Regions from separate parts of the Mus musculus genome. Here region 2 is linked to region 1. A link is a contact called in public HiChIP or PLAC-seq data. All regions are on one chromosome and are shown on one strand. Each heading gives the region's core, a stretch centred on a gene start, on an enhancer-like site or on the middle of the called end of the contact. The rest is flanking DNA. Distances are from core to core; before and after follow the strand shown. Region 1 overlaps Syn2 (synapsin II). Region 2 has its middle 23 kb from the start of Gm38877.

Region 1 (4,967 bases), core at 1,843-4,342:
ACTGTCACTCTCTTCAGACATATCAGAAGAGGGCATCAGATCCCATTACAGATAGTTGTGAGCACCATTTTGTTGCTGGGAATTGAACTCGGGACTACTGGAAGAGCAGTCAGTGCCATCTCTCCACTGAGCCATCTCTCCAGATTTTAATAAAATATATTAGCTTTTAATAAAATACATGTATATTTATAATCTTAATCATTTTAAGTATATAGCAGTGTTAAATGTATTTATTTTGTTGTACAGCTGATCTCTTCAGAACTATTTTTCGTTTTAGAAAATTGAATCTATATATCTATTAAGCAGCAGTTCCCCCAGTGAACATAAGGAGTTTGAGATATTTATCTGAATAAGATAGATAAAATAAAGACAAATTTAAATTTCTATACATTTGTGTATTGTGACATACAGCTGTAATCCTAGGTCTCAAGAGGCATCGGTAGAAGGATCACAAGTTTCTAAGCTGAGTGCCAGTCTGTTCGGTGGCACACACTTAAAATCTCAGAACATCAGAGGCCAAGGTAGAAGGATTGGAGGTTTGAGATCAGCCTCAGATACAAAGTGAGACCCTGCCTTAAAAAAAATAAAGGAAAGAAAGAAAAAGTTCTATACGACAACAAATGCCAGTGAGGATGTGGTAAGGGTTAAGAAGGAAAGGGAGGAATTCTCTGTGCAGCCAAGGGGTAATATGAATTAGTCCAGCCACTGTGAAGATCAATAGCTGGGTTCTTCAGAACAACTGAACATAGAACTACCATATGATCCAGCTGTATTCCTGAGGATGCTTGAAGGAATCTAAGTCACATAATAGAGATATCTATATATTTAGGTTGCTGGCTGTCCTAAGTCAGGGTTTCAATTGCTGTGAAGAGACACAGTGAGTTTATAAGCAACTCTTACAAAGAAAAGTATTTAGTTGGAATTCACTTATATATAGTTCAGAGGTTTGGTCCATTATCATGGCGGGAAGCATGGTGGCACACAGGCAGACATGGTGCTGGAGAGATAGCTGAGAGTTTTACATCCAGATCAGCAGGAAGAGAGAGAAAAACTGAGCCTGGCTTGAATACTTGAAACCTCAAAGTCCACTCCCAGTGACACACTTCTTCCAATAAGGCCACACCTCCTAATAGTGACACTCCCTGAGCTTATGGGGGGGTGAGCATTTCATCCAAAACACAGTGGCAGTATTATTAATCAGATCAACCTAGATATTCATCAGTGGATAAAGAAAATGTGGTATATATACTCAATGGGGTTTTATTTGACCAGAAAGAAGAACATGAGTGTGTAATTTGCAGGAAACTAGATGGCACAAAAATTCTATTGGACAAGATAAGCCAGACTTAGAAAAACAAATATTCTATGAGAGAGAGACCATTGAGAAAAGGAAGGGGGTCCAGTATGAGCTGAAAATGGAGACATGGGACAGTAATGGATGGGGGGGAGATATGATCAAAGTACATTATATACAAGCATGAAAATGCAATAGTGAACCCACCACTTTGTTCAGTTAATGTACACTAATGAAAACTTAAAGTTTGGGATGTTTTTCTTTTGTAAGCCACTGTGAGAAAAAAAAAAGAAAATTAACAGTTATAAAAGTTGCCTGTTAGTCAGAAAAGTATCAGATTGTACATAAAGGAGTTGGCTGTCTCTACTAGCATGCATAAGTAAGCTTTTTAAAGCGATGGGCTCTTTTAGAAGTCATGTTTACTTGGAAATGTGTGTTCAAATATTAATGGGCATTGTTATGATCAATTATTTAAAGTATCAAATAAATGGAAAACTAGCATAAATATCTTAGAAAGTGAATATCTTAGAAAATTACTAGTAAGTTCTGAGACTTTCTAGTGGATGCCCATTAAAAGTTCCATTTGTTGATATTATTGTTGAATTTGTTTGTTTATTTGAGACACAGTTTCACTACATAGACCAGGCTAACCTTGAACCAAAAGAGTTTGTTCAGAGATGGTGAATGCCACTAGGCCTGGCTAAAGGTTTGGTTTTTGTTTTTCTAAGTAATGCTGTGTGTTGGAAGCATTGTGAAGTAAGTGAGTTCAGGGGTAGTGCTCCTTCCTCATCAGTTCTTACATGAAAATCGAGTAAGATGGATAAAGTGCTTAACTCAGAAACCAATGCTAAATATGTAGTAAAACACTATCCATTATTGACTTTATTGTACTTAAGATACTCTAGTGCCTGTGCATGGGTAAGGATTCCACTGTGCTTCTGCTAACATCATTTCCTTTTTAGTCCTTATGTTACAACTAGGTGAGACCTTTCCTTATCTGATGCCTGGTGGACAGTTGAGCCTTTAATAGGTGCCCAATCTAGTAGATCTTCTTTGAAAGAGTAAATGAATGAGAATTATCATATTTAAAGAGTTTATAGAATATGTTTCACTATAACAGTACTAAACAATCCTCTTCAAATAAATATGTTCGAAGACTAAAAGGGGTACGTCTTCAGGATTGGGTTGGTTCTTAGAACTTCTCTTCAGGGCTTGTTGAGTGTGAGGATTGTTTCGGATCATTAGCAGTGGCTAGAAGTAAAGACACATTGACAAAGAAGAGAGCCAGACCAGGCCCCGGCATGAATTTCCCATTATACCAACATTCCCACAAGATTCCCATGGTGCGATCTTGTCCACTTTTCTCCTCTAAGCTTCAGTTTCTCCATCCGTGACGATGAGAAGAAGGCACCTAAATATGGTCTCTCTTTCCTGTTGCTATACTCAAGTGCATCTGGGACACCATGGCACATGTCTTCCAGGACAGTGCCAGGTCTCCTTCCAGCCTGCCAGCATCAGTTGTGAAGACTGCATCTCCCCCCGAAGTGATGCCAGCTGGAAAATTGTGGAATGGAATGTGCCACCTGCGCTGGGATTTGGAAATCCAAAGCATTATTGCTTTGAGATATGAAAATGTTTCTGCTGAGCTATGCGAGTGAGTGGGCTGACAGTGCCAGCCACCGCAGCTTACACTTGGCCTGAGAAAGGAGGCTCGAGCCTCCTCTGCTAATGAGAGTAGAGCATGGGGAGAGAGAGCACCCTGCGTCTTTGCATTTGCTCTGTGAATCATGGCCTGGTGATTCAGCAGCCTAAGAAGCAACACACCCATGAAGCGACAGAAAGCCAGCGTCACTGCGCTCTGCAATGCTAGGCCTTTCCCGGTCCTTGTTTCACAAGTGCTCCAGAAAGTAATCAGGATCTCTGTTCGACTTTAGTGTCCGGTTTTGGGGAGAATTACCTTCTCGCTGTAAAGAGGGGTGGGAAGGAACGTGGTCAGCCTCTGTTAGGTTTTTCCTAACAGGATAGGAATTTAACACAGGGCAAGATGAGCAACAACCTGCCTTGTTGATGCTGTGTTGTTGTTGTTGTTGCTGTAATATTGTTTTAGGGTCATGTCGTTCACACTGTCTTCAGATTTGTGATTTTCTGGCCTCTGCCTCCTGATGCTGGGATGACAGGTGTGTGCTATTAGACTAGGATCTATTGTTAGATCTTGAAGTAGTCAAACATTTCCTTTCTGTGAGCCTGCTATTAGAAGTTAAAAAGCCCCTAGGCAGAATCTTCTCTTAGAAAGCTGAGAGGAGATGGTGTTCTTGTTATAATGAGAATAAAATTACAAGCCTTTCATTAACTGCTATGTTAATTTATACCTGAAATAGAACATTAGGGGCTAGGGATGTACCTCATGGCAGAGTGCTAGCCCAGCACATACAAGGCCCTAAGTTTGTTCCAAAGAAGCAACAAGCCCTGTCCCCATGTTCCAAAAAACAAAGAAACAAACAAGCAAATAAAAACCAATTAAGTTAGAATTCAGCCCTGTCATATGTTAGAGTAAGTGTTCATTATAAATGTTTATTTTTTACACTTGTTTGAGCTGAGCATAAGATAAATACAGCAATTCCCATAACAGCAAAGTTCTTGCTATAATGTTCTTTACCTGTGTCTTTTTATCTCTGTCTCTCTGTCTCTGTCTCTCTCTCTGTCTCTGTCTGTCTGTCTGTCTCTCTCTCTCTCTCTCACACACACACACATACACACACACACACAGTGGGAAACAGAATTGGCTCACATACATATGGAGATTAAAAAGGTCTCAGATTTGCAGTTGGCAATCTGGAGACACTGGTGCGCCAGTAGAAGTTTCAGCCTGTGTTTAGAAGCAACTTGGTGACAGTCTAACAGACACACACACAGAGAGACACACATACACACACACAGAGAGGGAGAGAGAGAGAGTTAGAAGACAATATGCTTTACTTAGTCTACTGATTCAAATGCTAATCTGATCTAAAACCACTTTCACGTGTTAAGAAATACTGTTTAAACAAATAACCGGGCACCTAGTACCCTACTCAAGTTGACACATGAAATCATCTGTCATAGGCATGAGTCACATAAAGTAGAAAGGAGTGAGGGTGAGCTGTTGAACAATGGGACTTGTAAGCTCTTTGAGAAACACATATCCTTCTCAGGAGGCTCATGATACGGCGGGAAGGAGGAGAACGTAGCCTGTCTTTATACTTCATAGGTTCTTCTTTTTCACACCCTTTATCCCCAGCCCCCAGTTTCGCCACTATCACCAGATAGGAGAGAAAGAAGGATAGTGGGGGGAGAGATCCATAAATCTAGCTTCTTTCCTATTGTTTCTTCTTTGAGCATGACTACTAACAACTGAGACCATCAACCAACAACCACATCTCTTAGGGCTCTAGCATTTATATACCCTCTGAAAAGTTCCCAGAATTTCAATTGTAACACAATCACAGAAACTATTTGCAGCTGGTAAAATCACACTTCTGCTAAAGCACGAGGCAAATTATGGTCCACTGCTTCGGACAGTCTGAAGCAGCCCCATGTCCCCACACCTGGGATTAAAATGAAAACACATTCTTATAATATTTCTGTATTTTTAAAGAAACCAAAATTCCAAAATTGTCACTACAGAGGTAAATAT
Region 2 (4,967 bases), core at 863-3,362, 72 kb after region 1:
AAAGCTAGTTTTTGAGCTGGTAATTGCAACGTGATGCTGTGCGCAGATGGCTTGGGAATGGGACAGGCTAATTTGAGTAGATGGGTGGGTAGTCTTAGAGGCGTAAGCCAGACTTCTAGGGCGATGGCGTGTATGGGAATTCCATGTCTATGTGTTAGTTTGTTGTCTTCTTTTTAATCTTGGAACTTGGCTTCTCTCAGATCAGTGGCCTTTTGAAATAACAGAAAATTATTGAAAGAGGGGATTGTTTTTAATATTTGATGTTCTTTCAAACACCCTACCACAAAATGAACCTTCTCAGAGAACTGTCCAGTGTCACAGACAGTGCAGGCTTTCGTGTTCAGTTTTTTTTTATTTGTTTTGTGCTGGTGATCCAACCCAGAGCCTGGACATGTTCGGTGCATGCTCTATCGCTGAGCTATACCCCTCCCCAGGCTGTCTGGAGTTTTTTGTTTTGTTTTGTTTTTTTTGTCTAAAAATACTGTTATAGATATTCATGTGTTAAAACTGAACATGAAGCAAACCTAGAGAACCTTTCCATCCAGAGGGGCAGGATTTCCCAGCCATCTCTTCTTCTTCACAATCTCCTGACCTTGAGGGGGTAGGCAGGCTCCAGGGATGAATCTATTCTTGCCAAACCAGACAACCTGCATCTCCAACTGCTCACTAATTAGGCCACCATTTTGGACTTTGATGTGACAGTTTTCAAAAGTGAACGCTGCCTTTGTTCAAAACCCTAAATTATGGCCTCACCATGTGTTCTCTACTCTCAGAATCAGCTTCCCCCATCCTTTGTCAAATGCTAGGCCAGATAAAGCCTGGAGCTCCACTTTCGTCATCGTGCATCCCTGACTCACATGCCCAGAATAATTCCCCACTGCCTAGAGCACAAGCTCCGATCTGGAGCTTATCATCAAGGCCTTCAGCAAACAGAAACCAAATCCACCCTGAGCTTGCTGCCCCGAAAGTCCCCTGCTCCAGATTAAAGCTCTCCGAACTGTCCTGACCCCACTACAACTTGTGTTCTCTTGTCTGCTCACATCTTGGGGGCAAGATGGGCTCTCTTTCCCTTAAGCTTGGCCACATAGTCCCCACCTTTATAGCCCCACCCCCATCTCACAGTTTACTACTGAGCTCTCTGATGACCCAGGGACCAGGGATCTAAGCCTTATCGCTGCTACACTGACCACGAGACTGCAGAGACCTTTCAGAGACCATTCTGTCTGCCTGAAAGATGTCAGAGTCAAACGGGAGAGACAGCCCAGCTGTTAAAGGCTAGATTCCAACCAAAAAGAAGCCAAGACAACAAACAAACAAACCTCCTGTAATTTATGTGTTTGAATCCTTAGGGGATACCTAGCTCAATGCTAATGTAAAAGGATACTCGTGACCCCCCCAGCCTTCTCTGTAGGGCCGGATTCAGCTCTCTGAGTGCTAAGCTAATGTTCATTTATTTAGAACTGGGACAACTACAAACACCCAAATCACCTCTTTAAAGCACTGACGTCTGCTCAAGCCATCCTTCCAGAACCTGGAACCCCATTCAAAGTCCTGGGTTCTCAGGACTTGTGGAAAAGAAGTCCTGTAAGACAGGGCATGTGCTAGAAAATCCATAACCCATAAATAGCATCTTTAAGATCCAGTAGCTGTTAAAGTTTCTTTCTTTGGGTCTCGAATGCTATTTCCTAAAAAGGTTTTGACACGGAACTTCAATGTTCCCAACAGACTGTAATGAATTTATTCTGACTATTCAGGGATGTGGGTCACATACATCTTTAAGTGGTGTTTTGTCTCTCCATAGTCCCCATATCACACCCTAAGGTGGTTCTTGTTCCCTGCCATGGAGATCTGAGTCTTTAAACACCATTTATTACCAGTTTAGTCCCCACTAGAGCCAGCCCTGCCACCCACTGTATATGGCAGAGAGACTCCCTAGCTGGTCTTCAGATACCAGGCAGACAGCTGCAGCTAAGCACAGGGCCATTATCAACAGGAAGAAGAAGGTGCTTCTTGATACAGACTCCTCTGAGGATGCACAGGGCTTGACCCCTTCAGTGGAGAAGAGCAGGTGCCTTGCATGCGTACCCAGTGGTGCATCTGCAGTGGTGGGAGAGGCTGAGTCACATCTGGATCCATGCCCACAGCCTCCAGCCCAGAGGAGGCAGGCCAGCAGCAGGAGGTGCTCCATAGAGAGCAAGTACCTTGGAAAATAGGATTGGGCTCTCTGGCAGTATCTTATCCTTACCACCGCTTCAAGCCTGGGGCTGCTGACTGATTGAAATACCATTTTAATTAAAACATTTGCCCTACGTGACAGGAGCAATTTAATGAAAGATTACCAAAGTAAGCACAATATTAAAAATGTGTCCAGGCACTGCTGTTTTGTGATGTTCGTCTTCCTTCTGTAAGGAAGGCCAAGATTTCAGTAGATTACACCAGGGGCTCAGTGGTTCACAGCACAGGCTGTTCTTACAAAGGCCCCGGGTTTGATTCCCAAACCCATGTGAGAGTTCAAAACTCCCTGTAACCCCAGGTCTAAGGGATCTGACCTCCTCTGACCATCCATACAGATAAAACAGCAAACCGCATAAAACATATAAATCTAAAACAAAAAGGCCAAACCAACCAGATTAGAGATCCACAGTCAGGAAATACATACATTAATTCTTGCTAAGTAGATGAGGTCTGGTCAGCTGGGTGTGATGGTGTACATCCAGCATGCAGGAAGCAGAGGTAGGAGGATCTCTGAGTTCTGGGCCAGCCTGGTCTACAGAGCTAGTCCCAGGATAGCCTGGGATACACAGAGGAGCCATGTCTTGGTGGAGTGAAACAATGAAGACAATAGGATTTGGAACAGATGTTCACGTGAAAGGCATTATGGGAAGAGAGAGTCCACGTGCAGAGGAACTGGGCAAGGGGACTGCTTTGACATGGAGGAGCACAGTGGGAAACTAAGCTCTCATGGTTTTCCAGAGCCTCTCTGTAACCCCAGGCAGGGCAAAACCAGAGCCCCTCTCAGCTCTGACGTAGGTGTTCTTGCCTTCCAAGGAGCCCTGGGCCATCAGAGGCCTGAGGGCTTGGAGACAGAGAGCAAGAGAAGGCGTAGCTTTACGTGCAGGAAGTGACTCGCTTAAAAATCCAATTGGCTCTCCTTATCCTTATTCTGGGCTTCACATCAGCGGATCAGACCTATGCTGGGCTCTGGCTGGCATGTACTATTAACCTGGGATGGAGGCATCAGTACTGACCACGTACAGAGCATGTGCCATTATTTCCTAAACAATTCAAAGCACCTATTCCTATAGTGTTTCCATGGCATCAGGAAGCCAGAGACAATCTCAAGTGTGGAGGAGGCTGTGCCAGGTCCTAGGCAAACACAACACCATCTTGTAGAGGGGAGTTGAGCATTTGTGGGCTTTGGCAACCATGGGAATCCTGGAGTCAATCTGTTAGATACTAGTGTGTTTTAAAGGCAGTCTGAAAGTTTACTCTGTGGTAAGGGTGTGGCTGCTGGAGCCAAATTAGGGAAAAGAAAGATGGCCAAGGTTAGATTTTTGTAAGTATGTACTAGTCCATGGGTCAAAAGCCACTAAGAACCAGATGGGAACACGGATATCAGAAAACATGAACAAAAGCAACATTTCTGAGGGGGGAAGAAGCTTGCAAATCCTCTGAACACAGAGTTCAAGCCGTCATGTGGAAGCAGGAAGTACACCTTTCTCCATCAAATGACTTCAGGGTGTCTGCTGCAAAATAGCAGCAGTGCCCCAGCTGCAGACCAAGGCACTGGCCAGGGCACCTCCACAGTACCAGTGCAGGAGTGATGCTGATTGACAGCCCTTGCTGAACAGTCGGGTAGATATATGATATCTGCTCCTAACAGACCAGAACATAACCCACCTGTGGTGGGATAGAGTGGCACCAGGCAGGAGCCCTGGAACCAGTTGGCTGTGCTTGGTGGTGGCTAGAATCTGGGTTGGAGTCCCCAACTCTTGCCACCTGTCCTTTGTCTTAACTCCCCTCCTGTAAGAAGTTTTGCACGAATTGAAGTCGCCCCAGTTCTGCCCTGCAGCCAGGCGAGGTGTGAGTCAGGGTTTGGAGACACTGGTTTTCTCAGCAAGCATAAAATCTTCCTAAAGGGAGAAGCCATCATTAAAGCAGGTTTCTCCCCGATCTGCATGTGCATGAAGGTAATAGACATTTAGAACTGGAAGGGATATCAGAGGACATCCAACTCCAGGAGATCCATCACGAACTTGGCACGGAGCTGTGCAAATCAAGCTTGCAAGGGCCCACAGATCAGCAGTAAAGCTTCATGCTTTCAAATCCTGTTATTTCCACTTTTGCAATAATGCAAAAGGGATGGAGAAAGATAAAAGAAAAGAAGACGCTTCTTTCCTTGAAAATATATTATCAAAGAGCTCTGGGATCAAAGGGGAAACATGAAATCATTCTTTAAATATACTAGAAAACAGGTATTTTACAATCTCAGCAGTACCGTTAAACGGAGCCCAAAGGAAACTGACGATAGTAAACGCCTGTGTTAACAAAAATTAAAATAAGTTAAGTATGTGACTAATAAGTCACAATCATCAACAGGAAGAAAACAAAAGCAAAATTGGTAAGGATAAAAGCAAAGGTAGATAAGGTTAAAAACTGAAATTAATAAAATTTAAAAGCTGGGTCAATTGAAAGAATTAGCTAACTTTTTTTTTTTTTAAATGAGAAACACAAAGACATCATGGAAGAAATGTAGGTAGCTTGGTGGTCGGAAAAAACAATATCTGACGCTTATATGGTAAACTGGTAGAGTATTGATTCCCAAGCTTTCGGGGCTCCTGAAATATTTTGAGCTGGAGTGTAGCATGGGGCAAAGGGAGGCCATTTCTCACCCGAGGCCCGGGCTCCATCACTGTACTAACTCTTAAGATCAGTTTGGGAAGAACTGCCACGTTTGAAATGCTGAG

Evidence for each region. HiChIP or PLAC-seq counts read pairs in DNA pulled down with a chosen protein or histone mark.
Region 2: an HNF4G HiChIP or PLAC-seq map of pancreatic cancer cells shows a contact between it and region 1. The contact joins two enhancer-like sites. A contact is called at or near these places in 1 of 484 Hi-C or Micro-C datasets (nephron progenitors), 3 of 115 datasets of contacts at active chromatin or transcription factors (CD8 T cells, embryonic stem cells and pancreatic cancer cells) and 2 of 9 other capture datasets (adipose tissue and pancreatic islet).

Annotation. Positions count from the first base shown.
Region 1 is chr6:115,218,494-115,223,460 of GRCm38.p6, forward strand. All of the region lies in intron 1 of Syn2 (synapsin II), which reads left to right. Among named protein-coding and RNA genes, the nearest start is that of Timp4, 31 kb to the right of the region's middle. Within about 2 kb of position 3,093, at least 43 of the 459 cell types and tissues checked have an H3K27ac peak or open chromatin away from gene starts, as enhancers often do. A contact at or near this core is called in pancreatic cancer cells, where this site is marked.
Region 2 is chr6:115,291,974-115,296,940 of GRCm38.p6, forward strand. No RefSeq gene overlaps it. Among named protein-coding and RNA genes, the nearest start is that of Gm38877, 23 kb to the right of the region's middle. Within about 2 kb of position 2,113, at least 7 of the 459 cell types and tissues checked have an H3K27ac peak or open chromatin away from gene starts, as enhancers often do. A contact at or near this core is called in pancreatic cancer cells, where this site is marked.